Linked DNA regions of Gasterosteus aculeatus: region 1 is linked to region 2. A link is a contact called in public Hi-C data. All regions are on one chromosome and are shown on one strand. Each heading gives the region's core, a stretch centred on a gene start, on an enhancer-like site or on the middle of the called end of the contact. The rest is flanking DNA. Distances are from core to core; before and after follow the strand shown.

The links. A called contact is a pair of places that touch in the nucleus more often than the background predicts.
Region 1: a contact with region 2 is called in a Hi-C map of skeletal muscle, with 3 times the contacts expected there. The contact joins the promoter of tmem267 here to the promoter of cntfr in region 2. A contact is called at or near these places in 3 of 6 Hi-C or Micro-C datasets (skeletal muscle and tail fin).

Annotation. Positions count from the first base shown.
Region 1 is chr14:11,501,971-11,507,971 of fGasAcu3.hap1.1, forward strand. tmem267 (transmembrane protein 267) reads left to right here and starts at 3,990. Exons shown (of 3, transcript XM_040197037.2): 1 at 3,990-5,736. cntfr (ciliary neurotrophic factor receptor) reads left to right here. Exons shown (of 13, transcript XM_078088470.1): 13 at 464-1,967. The coding sequence ends at 464.
Region 2 is chr14:11,324,718-11,330,835 of fGasAcu3.hap1.1, forward strand. cntfr (ciliary neurotrophic factor receptor) reads left to right here and starts at 1,898. Exons shown (of 13, transcript XM_078088470.1): 1 at 1,898-2,133; 2 at 2,212-2,292; 3 at 3,455-3,580.

The DNA of each region.
Region 1 (6,001 bases), core at 2,740-5,239, 180 kb after region 2:
GAGGTGAAGAGGCTTCAATAGCATCAGTTGTATCAGAACTGGAGAGTATTTCTTCACTGATAGAAGAACAACCGTGGAGGCTTTTCTCAAATGAAAATGTGTCTTTGCCCCCCCACTGTCCCCCTGTCTCGCTTCGGTAAGCGTTTGATTGAAGTGCGGTTCATCCGACCACCTGTCAAGTATCTTTTGACAGTTCCTGCCCTTTTCCAAACAGTTCCCAATGACAGCTGCTCAGATGGGTCCGTGTATTAGGCCAGCTGGTGCTTCAGTTTACCGTGAGACGGTCCTCGGTTGGGAATAGGTGACTTATAGAATGATGAATTCACCACCAGACATATACTGGCAGTATGATTAAAAAGTAGCAAATGTAGGAGACGTCTAAAAGGGGATCAACCAAAATTCCATCGTTTGTTGAGGTGCAGCTTGTGATGCCTGTGTTGTGCTTGTGTCCGTTTCTTTCTAGATCTAAATATCTAGGAGTTGGAGGAGGAGGAGGAGGAGGAGGAGAAGGAGGAGGCTGGTCTTTTTTTCTATTTTGCACTTGTTTCCAGGATACAGTGCATTGATCATTTCTGTCCATCACTCAGTTACTCACGAGATTACTTAGACATGAAACTAGACAATGATAATGCCATTCAGCATTTTTGATAAATGGAGACAAAGAAATTACCCAGAGGAGCTTTTGAAAGGCGCTCCATACACCACAACAACAACAACAACAACAAAAGCAGCAGTGATATCAGCATAAACGGTCCTATAATACCCCCTTGTGGCTTTGGTCGGCCCCGGCAGACTATGTGTTAGCGGGCAGCAGTGCGGTTTGGGAATCTCCTCTTCACAGCAGGAAAACCGACTCTTCAGATGACAAAATCCGCCCCCAAAACTTTTTCGTCCTTTTCTTTATTGATTATGAATTACTGTTCACTTCCTTCTGAAATTGCAGCACCGTACAGGCAAACACTCACACATGAGTCGAGCGTATTTGCGCGTGTTTGTGTGTATAGTAACCGTAGCGGTGCCCATACAGCTATATCATCATGCCAAAGACTCAAATCCCCAAATAAAAAGGTTCCCCAAGCACCTGTCAGACTGCGCCGTGGGTCAAAGCACCCAGAAAGCCGTGTTGTTTGTGCGCGGCGCTCTAGATGCCAACTCAAACACACAAAGGAAAACTTGGGACTGGGTCTGAGGAAGCGTGCAGCTCCCGTTTTGCGTTCACCTGCGATCCATCAAAGAAGCCAGACAAGCACTCGATCCGTCTCCGAATCTGCCGACTCCAACGACTCGAGTCAGAGCGGCGGTGGTTTCGTCCCACGTGAGGACGAACAGCGAAGACTTCAGTAACAGTAGCCGGGCTATTTATACGTTTAGCTTTACACTCTGCTTTCGCGACTGGCAAAGAGGACCTGGATTGTAAAATAAATAAATAAAGTGGATTTTGAGACTGGACAGTTCTGTGCCCACCCATTTGTTTTGGTTCAATGGCGAAAAAGCTGGTTATTGAAACAAATAAAAGATCTATGTTGGTTTTGAATTCTGCTCTGTGCTGTAAAATGAAACGACACAAAACAGTTTGCTTCCCAAATTCTGACGCCTTTACAAACAATTAATAAAATGTATTTTTTGCAGTTTCCATTTCAATAGCTTCTATCACCAGTTAATATTATGTTATTCAAATGAATATTGATGTGTTTTATTGTATTTTTTTATCTTATGGACAAATAATACAAACACACATATAGGATTTTAGTTTTTTCTTTCAGACATTAATAATGGCTTAATTCTCCTTGCTCATATTTTGTAAACTATGATATGTAACTTTAACATTGAACAAAAGTTTATTATTTAATGATAATAATAATGTATGTATTAGCAGTAGAATGTCGTAACCTGTACCTGGGGTCTTTTTTATAGATGTATATACAATGACAGGTTTCAACCATTAAATGTGACCATTTCACAATGAACGATGGCCTCACATTCATTTTGTACTTTGAAGCTTAATTTACAGGTTCAGATGAGCTATATTGTGATTTCATTGACTGCTGTTTGCAGATGACGCGCCTCTCTCTTTGCTCACGTTGTTTTTTTACTCTGAAAACTGTATCATCAGGTGGTTTCTTATCACGGGAGAGTGTGGTCAGTGAGGGTCAGTGTGTTTGCGTGCTAGTATTTACTTATTAACAATAAACACAGTACAGCTGAGGCTGCTGGTAATTAGTTTTGCTTGGAGACACAGATCAAGCAATGGGGAAATCCCAATTTTAACCTGATTATACCCGATCACAAGTCGTCCTCAAAAGTAAAAACTCGAAAGATTTGAATCACGTAGTTGAATGTGAAAAGGTTATAGTCATTCTGCTCCGACTAACAAGAAAAACAACACATTCTGCTCCACCAATTTCCGCTTCTCAGGTCTCTGCAGAGAGAATTAATTAAAGAGAGTTGTGTCAACTGAAAACTATTTTAAAGCAAAGTGCGGTTAGTTATACACATTTACAAGTACGAGAACAGTATGTTCATTCAGTCTTCATGTTTTTGTCCCAACAGTTGTCCCGAACATTTCCCCGACCTTGAATTGGCTCTATAATGTATTTTTAGTAAAATGTAATTAAAGGGCTACTTTAAAGTCTAGTGAGGTTTCATTTGGAACTTGGATGATTGTCTTACTGCTTCTGTTTCCTATCCGATCTCACATCACAGTGCACTCAAAGCTGATGCCAGTGAGTTTAATACTACATTTACAGCGATAAATTCAATAAGAAAATAAGACCGGGGGAAGAGTGGGATGGTCAAAACTCTCCTCTTGACCTTAAGCTCTCACTCTCTGTGCTTCCCTCTTCTTTAATCTGTCTCACTGTCTCTCTTGCCTCGCTCAAGCCCTCCTTCTTTCAATATTCTGACAAGTTCTGGCAGGCCGAGGACAAATCAATACACCATCTAGCGGCTGTCCGCTGAGTCCTCCTTGTGTGTGCGTGCAGACAAGAGTCTGCACGCACACACTGTGGGCATTGTGTTCATTAGTCTTTCCTTCCTCGCTCAAACCGGCCCGTCCGCTTTTTGTCTCTATGAGAACGCAATTAATATGTACAATGACATATGCATGAAGCGACGAAGGATGGTAAAGACGCACCACAGTGTTGTTCTGTGTGTCCTTAACAGAACCGTGTTACTAATATTTCAACCTGACTTTAATTAAATGCAATTGAAATGTTCAGCCATGCTCTCTTTGTCTGCAACCATGATGTGATCCACATTAACCTCTATATAGGAAAGAGTGTGCGTGCGTCTGTGCGTGCGTGCGTGCGTGTGTGTGTGTATCCCATCCAGAGGCTGTCAGTTCCAACAGCCTCACTCTGCTCTAATGACTAGTTTGACCTTTCACTGATAACTGGATGAATGACACGATCTCTCCTTCCCTTCCAATCCTGCCCAGGCTCTCTTTAAACACTCAACCGGCTTCATCTTTGCTGCAGGATTTCTTATCTCTGCTTTTTACAATTCATGTCTGTTTGTCACACTGTGTTTTAACCATCTTTTTATGATTCTTATTTGCAGTAACTATTCACATACTTACATATTTTTCTCAATTGGCTGATAATGTTTCCGTTTTCTTGATATCAATGCGGTTTATAAACCGTACATACATTTAATTACATACGTCGAAACATTTTGATCGTTGTGGACACTTGTGGTTTTGCTTTTGGTGGTATTGCGTTGTTTACTTTTTCTTTAAGGCAAAACACATAGTTAATATAATAATAATAATAATATAATATACAATTATAATCCAACACAAAAGCGCCCATAAATTAACATAACGAAACACTGTAATAATTACCAGTTTGATGAACACTGACAAGGTATTACTTTAACTGATAACTATTCATACACATATTATTATGGTTGTAGATCAAACTCCAAGTCGTTTTTGATAACTTTAAACAGCAAAGTTACAAAATGTACTTCATTTATTATCTAAATTTCAAGCTGAAAATAAGGTTAAAGTTCTGCGTGTTGCCACTGGATGGCAGCAGAGACAACAGCTTCCACGGTGCGCTGTCCGTGGTGCTGAACCCTCCTACTGCCGTCCCCTTCTTTGTTCTCCGTGCTTCTGTCCCTGGTGCTGAATGATGGGTATCTTATTATATCGCTCCTCTGACATCAGTCCGGCGCCTCTGCTGCCTGCAGAAGAATTGGGTGGAACAGAACACCAGTATGTGACATTGCATTAGTAGCCATTAGTAGCCACCAGTGTGACTGGTCAGTGTGTCTGACCAGGCAAACCAAAAAGTCCTCCTCTTATGTTTTGGCCTAACGCTTACTGTTACAGGCTTAAACACAACACACTTGGTGTCGCTGACGTCTGTGAAGTACTTGAATTGTGAGTCAGTGCTACCAAATGGAGTTTGTGTCAGCAAACGTGTCCACAATCATTGCTGGAACATTAGTGTCCAAGGTGTCTCTCACTGCCAACGACAGACTTGTTTAATCACTGAAGTCAGGTTCCCTGAAACCGGAGCAGAGAGACGAGTGTTTAGAATTACAAGCAACTGTTAACACCTCTCCTTTCATGACACTGGCGTATTAAAACAAATGAGGAAATGCAAAAACAAATCGCAGATTGAATTGTAATTCTAAATTACTGTTGATGGAATGATTTAGAAAGAGTCAGGCCCATTGGAGTCAACCCCACGTGAAGGGATGAAACTGATACGACCTTAATAGAAACAATAGGGTTCTAAATGTTGAAATGTAAATATCGCATGCCAAATTTCAGCATTTGAACGGAAAGGCTTTTAAAGAACCCTCCACTTGGTAGGATTGTCTGATTTGAAATACTTAAGTTTACATGTTGTAAGCTTAGCAGCAATTATTTGCAAGACAACCTGTTGGCTTTTTTTTGTGCACCATCGTATTAGTCAGGATTTTGGATTCTAAAAAAGTCTGAAATATTGTGCATTGAATGTGCACTTTACCTGAAAGAAGAGAGCCGGGGTTTAAAAAAAAGGATCATTCCCTTCTGTAGTCCCAGTGTTATTTTATTGTGTGGTCTTCTTTACCCTCTAGTGGTGCTCAGAGAAGCTGCAGCCATTGAATGTCAGACCTCTTCTGCTGATTCCTGATCAAAATACTCTCTGCTGTAGGTAATGCAAACATAGTGCTCAACTCCAGAAACGTGTTCGCAAGTTGCTTTGCCTTATTCAGTTTGGATTGAAAATAACGGTGTGTTTTTTTTACATTTTATAAACATTTTGCTGGAGGCTTAAAGTAACTTAGTTGGTTTAGCTCAAGTCTTTATTTCTGTGGTCCTAGTTTGCCTGACGTTTAATCCAAAACCGCTGTGGAAATATGTGATCAAATATATTGGACATATTGCAATAAATACCGAATAGGATTAAAATCTATGGTAATATCTAATTTACAAATTGGTTGAGTTTGTAAAATTCTAAAAAGAACTAGACACTTTGACGTGTTATGCAGTTTTTTTTAACCCAAACTATATTTTTATCAAATTTCAGTTGGATTGTTCTGACAAAAGAGAGGTGGGTGCGATGCTGATCCACATAAACAAACACAAACACTGTTTTCAAAGAAGCAAATGACAATAGACGTCTCTGTGTCGGGGCGGTATTCCCCCGCTGACCTGAAGGGGGCAGCGCAGCGCCTCCAACCGCCGACACCGAAGAAGAAGCGTCGCGTCTGTCGGTCGGGTATCCAATGCAGAGCAATGGGGTGAGTAACGTTATATTTATTAACCAGCCGCTCAGAGCTGTGTTTCAAAATGTTAGAATTTAGACAATAAGCAATCGAATCGCCGGTTTTTCGTGAATGCGAAGCGCGTCTTGTCGCGTAATTCGTCGCGATTTAGCAGCGCTGATGGTGACAGCTGCTGTCCGCCTACACACAGTAGCATCGGTCGCTGTTAGCCGGTTAGCTCCTCGTTAGCTCCCGTAGCGCGGTGAGATCGGGTCCTCCAACATGTATTCCCTCTTTTTTT
Region 2 (6,118 bases), core at 648-3,147:
TCGCTAAGAATACAGATTCTTTTCCCCATTGTGTCATGCTAAGAACATAACACATGTAACAAATCAGATAACAAGAGGAGCCGCAAGAGGAAACTGAATTACCCCACGGAGGAGATCTGCTTTCAGTGAATCTGCATTTGCAATTAAAGCAGCACATGAATGGAACGTAGCACGGTTCCACACTGAGGAACTCACCACTTACAGGTCCTTTGGTTCAGAAGATGCCTAACAAACCACTAAATCTGCCAGCACTTGTTTTGATGCCTTCCCATTGTTGTCTGCCAATGTCTATCAATATATGCAGCTTGTATGCTGCTGAAATGCCCTGCCTATCTGTCCTATCCGACTTTGCCTATGACTTAATTGTTTTTTGCTGTGTAAGCAGTAACAGTGCTATTATTTTTTTTAATAATGTCTTGATTCTGGGCTTATTTGAGGCTGCCAATTTCACACCTGACCAAGGACTGTGGATGGAAACTAGACTCCTGGAAAATTCTGGCATGGTAATGTGTATTAGCATGCACTGTCCCTGACAAAGAAAGTGAATAAATAAAAAATAACCCACATTGTCCTGGTAACATTTAGTTTCAAGTACATTTCACAGTGCCTTGAAAAAAGGGTTTTGAATTTCTTCTTCTTTTTAAACCCAATTTAGGACGTCAAACTATACATTCAGCAGTTCAGAAAACTAGTGACCGCTCCATTCGGGTCAATCAACCTCGTACCATCAAGGTCCTGATCCTGGCTGCAGGCAAGTGGATACAGCTCAGCCGTGATGTCTTCCCTTTCCACCATACTTTTCATTTTCATACAAACGTCTTTTTCTCCATATAATCCCTAAGGGCCTGTGCCACAATCCTATTGTTGAAATTTGCATTTTCAAAAGAAGGTGCAGGCGAGCGCAGGCTGTCATATGATGGTGAGACATTTATTTTTGCCAGCGGGTCAGGGTCAGTAAAAAAAACAGCGAAACGGTATCGGGATTACGGATTCAGACAGTAGGTTTCCGGCTTTTATACCTAATGGGAAAATCTTGCACTTGCAGTAAATCAAAAAGCTGGAGAACAAAAAAAAAGAATACAATTTCATTTGAATCAAATTAATTTAAACTGTGAGCAGAGTAACTAACATTTAACCTGCTTTGAAATCTTAAAATCTTAAAATACGGCATGTAGTCGTTCTGGTATTTAGAGAAGTGTGTGTGTGGACCATCTGACCTGGACCCCGACGGCGGAAACTTTTATGATTAGCCTTCTATCGGCCCTGGCAGCGCTGAGCCGAGGATACTTTTTGGGATTTGGTTGAGGTGTTTGTCTGTCAGCTGGGTTGTATGGTAATTTGTTGTTGTTCACCTTTTGAAAGCATTTCAAGTCAGTCAAACCACTTTGTCTCGGCCTGGAGGCTGAGCTCTGGTTTCATGTCGGGGATCAAAGCAGCAAAACTCTCCCCTGTATTTACTGCCACTCCGTTCTGTCTGACGGGATCCTGGGCCGCGCGCACTGCAACTGTAAATTGTGATTCACCAAAAATGTAGCCTCCAGCTCAGCAAATGTCGTAAATTCTGTTTGAAACACGCTCATTTAAATTCTCTCTGGTTCACACGTACAGTATCGTAGCTGGTGCTGGCTGATAAGTTTAAAGAGAAGTCTGACTTTAGGCTGTTGTTGAACTTCACTTGGAGGAAAACTATTCAATTTCCGTGCTCTGTAAAAGCCCTGGCGGTCAACGGTAATGGCCAAATAGTTTTAAAATTATGAATCCATATAATGTTGTGCAGGAGGGTCGGGGCCAAGTGGAACTTTGAAAATGCATTAGCGTGCAGACTATTTGACAACACATACATCTACTACTTGCTGTATGTACAAAACAAATCTCGCAACCGGAAGTAGTATTCAGCACGACGACGGAGGATGCGACGTTGGAACGTGACGTTTCGACCGGAGGTGGAGGAAGCCATGCTAGCGTTGTGCTAACGTTAGCTAACGCGGCGGCCTAGACTCGGCGGAGGTGCAGCCCCGCCCACACCCCACCCGCACCTCCACCTGTGTCTTTAACGCAGCCGGGACTGACCACTTCCGCTGCACACGTGGGTCAACAACCTCTGGACGTGCCAAACTCCAGCTGTTCACCGAAGTTTGTAAACAGTCCTATGTGTTATTGCTAATGACGACTTCCCGGGCGTCCATTAACCCAGCCGTCACTTTGTTTTAGGACGGCGGGCGGAGAGGAGGCGAGACACCGGACGGGTATCACCCCGAGAAACGCCACCTCCGGTGACGTTAATTAGAAATGGTGAGTAAAACCGTGACAACGTAGCTGTAACGTCACACATCACGTGCACTTGAAATACGTATTTTATACAAACATAATCATTGAAGTTGGTATTTTGTACTTTGTATTAAAAAGTTGTGTTTTTTTCTCTGACATTGTCACTGTTTGTGCACGTGACTAGAGGGTCGCGTGGGAGTTTGCACAACACGCGTGCGCGCTCAGCTTTGATTTGGTCGTTGTGTTTTTACTAATGTTCATTCTTTATTCTTTTTGGTGCTTCTTAAACTCTTCAATCAATGTCCATCTCCATTTGGTCCTTGTTCATATTTTTAGCTTTTATTTATTTATTCATTCATTATTCAGGATTTTTTGCACAATATAATGCCATAAATCCAAGATGAATGCTTCTGCAAGATGAATTAAAATTCAAACGTGGACTGACTCAAAAATGAGGCGTCCACATAAAAACCCCAGTGCCTGTTATATTCCGATGAGTCCACAGATTTTTTTTTTTTAAATCAACAGTGTGCCGACATTCGTGTCATTTACTAAGTAATATTATTTTAAAAAAACAAGAACAACCCCCCCCCCCCCTACAAATAAAGAGGCTATCAGTAGTAAGTGATTTGAGGGACACGGTACATTCCACTTATCGCTAAGTGGCCAAGCAGGCTTATTCTCGTCATTTCATGGTGTGTGATGCACAATGTGCAATTGTGTGTAATGGAGATTCAGTTGTGGGAGCAGATGATGATAAAACCATTAGCATTCTGATTTAAAACAGATTATTTAAGTTGCATATTTAGCTTCTCTCTATTACAGGTAACAATCTACGTGTGTGAGTCTTTTGTACAAAATGCCACATTTGTTTTTCATTTTTCTATGCTATAATATTTTTCTTTTTAGAGTGGGTTGAATTAGTATGTTGCTCAGGTTGAAGTTGGGTGGAGCTGTGCGGGTATGTGAACCAAAGTGGGACATAGGACAAAGTGAAAACGGTCAATGGGTGTGTAGAGCCTTTTGAAACCCCTCCAAACACGCATCGGTATGTTTACCAATAGTACATTTTACAATTTGTGATGCTGAAATGCTCAATATGGCCTCAAGGGGGATTAGTAATGCATCTTTGTCTTGCAGTAAGTTTCCAAACGACATGCAAAAAAGTATTTATTTTGACTTTCAGTGTGAGCGGGAGCGACAGGGGCCCACGTGACACACGGGACTCATTCCATTGCATTCTTGAGATGAGGAGACGTAAGGAGGAGTCGCCAGCCGTGCCGGGTGACATGGCAACAAGAGACTTATCGAGGTTAGTTATGGAGAAGCTGCACTCGCAAATGCGATCGCTGAGATTTGGGAGGCGTTTCTAAAACGGAGGCAACGTAGCCAGAAAGCGGAGCAATGAGTCGATGAGTTTAGCCAAATGAGCACTTTATTTTGAAGTTCTAACATTAATGATATTGACTGGCAATCCAAAAGTATCGAAGTCCCTGCCCAATTTATGATTGACAAGTTAGGTTCCAAACTGTTTGACTAACCTTTGGGTTTGTTTGAAATCAAGTGGGATTCTATCACTGCTCATTTTCTTCTTCTCGTTTCCTTTAAACAAAGCACAGAGCGATCGGGCACGTGTCGGCACCAGGAGGGGGTCGTATCGGCCTCGAGCGGCAGCCAATGAATCAAATACATTGATGAATTTAACGAGAGTAGTGGTCTCACTTAAAAAATATTTTATGAATACAATTGGTGCACCTCTCTAATTCCCTTTGGCAATCCCCCCACTCCTCCGATTAAACGTGTTGACGACATGTCATCATTACTGATTGGAATGACAGCTCCCACTACGAATAAAACAACGAATGAATTTTCCCCATACTTTTGAAAATATGCCTTTGCCAGGGAAAAAAAAATGCCGCAAGTTTGTACAGTCATGAAAAACCTGGAAATGGTCATTTCCAGGCCTGTAAAAGTTGTGAAATGATAAAATAAAATCCCCAAAGTCATGGTAATGTGTTATATTCATATGTTCATGTCGTTCATTTAAGATGAGTTCTAACTAATTCATATGCTTTTAAAACAGACGCTCAAAATATAAGCAGGCACACGCTTTCATACTCTAAGCGCAAGTGATTTGCACCGTGGTTGTGAAGACACCTTAACTGTTGCGTATCTTTAGTTTCTGCATAATAAGCATGAATCCCCCCAAAAAAGATTAATATTCCACAAATTCCAATTAATTAATACATACTCTTCTGGCTTCTTCACCGTACGTATTCTGTAAACTGTTAACAAGTTCATATATTGTTCACAGTTTGGAAAAAAAACTAAAAACAAAAAACAACTTTGGTTCAGCGACCGTTTAGGCAGCGCTGTGTTTTATTAGCGTCGTTTTAGCACCGCTATCAAATACCCAAACGAAACCCATCCCTAGTGGATAATTGTAAACGCTGAAAAACCGACTTCCTTCGGGCCTGATTAAATTGGAGGAGAAACTCTGTGTGTGTGTGTGTGTGTGTGTGTGTGTGTGTGTGTGTGTCTGTGTGTGTGCGCGCGTGCGCTTTGAATTCTCATTGTTAGTTTCTATTGTTCGTTTCAATACTACATTTCCATTGGTCAAAATGTGTGTGAACCTTGCAGGTGTAGTAGAGCGCTAGAAATGAGATGATGGAAGGAGGGAGGGCACATGTTAACCATGCAGCTCACACAGCCGGTCCAGCGCTGAGTGGGACAGCTCGGTATGGGCCGTGGCACACGCCCGCCCTCGGGCCTCCCGAGCGTCGGCATCCGGAGGTGACGTGTTTTCAACCGGTGCGGCGAGTGGTGCGTGTAATCACAGGAAGGACTGCCCTCTCGGGTGTTGTTGTGATAATAAATGACTTTCGAAGGCCATTCATTTCCGTTCCAAGGTTTCCAAAATGTGGACGCTGAAAGTTCCTGGACGCTAAATGATAAATGTGTCAGGACCTGATCAACTATCCATTGCACGAGCGGTCTGAATGCCGCGCCGGCCGCATTTGTTAGAAAGAATGATTGTAGCCGTGGCAATGTATGTCCCGAGAACATTTTCTCATGGGACAATCCATCAAAACGCGCTGTCATGTTGTGCGCCGGCTGTAACTATTTGAGCGCGCACATGTTTTTGGAAAACTTCCTTTTTTTTTTTTCCCTCCTCAGCCAGCGACAACACTTGGTCGGTGGCATTTCCCATTGTTGTTCCTTAAAGTGTCATAGCGGTAATGCAATTGTATCAATGCGCAGCAGAAGGTCAACTTTAAAAGGTTTTTCATTACTGCAAAGGTCAGCGCTTTCCAGGTGTGAAGCTGAAGAAGCCGGGAAAGTTAAAAAAAAACAAAAAACAAAATAGTAAACATTTGTTTGAAGGAATCGTCGCGGATTGTTTCAAACGTGTTCGTTTTCGTCGCCGTGTTCGTTTGGATTCTCTTTAAGCTTGGCTGAAGTCAGCGACACATTTATCGTTCAAACTCACATAATTGCCATAGTTCCTCGTGTGTGTGTACACGCTCTATTTCTTTGTGTGTGTTTTTGTGTGCTTGCTGTTCCTTCCACTACCCTGAGCGGTGGCTAGGGGGTGCACTGTGGACACGGTGTGTGTGTGTGTACGGGCAAGAGAGGGAGAGGAGGGGAGAAAGAGCGAAAGAGTGTGTGTTTTTGTGTGTGTGTGTGTGTGTGTGTCTGTCTCAGTAATGTATTCCTGCCTGTGGCTGGGCTGGTCACATGGGGAGAGCAGCCTGTTTAAAACCAGCCTCAGCTCTCTCACTCAGAACAGTGCAAGACACAGAGACCGGCGCACACGTCCTCTCCCTCCCGCGCGCACTCACTCATACGC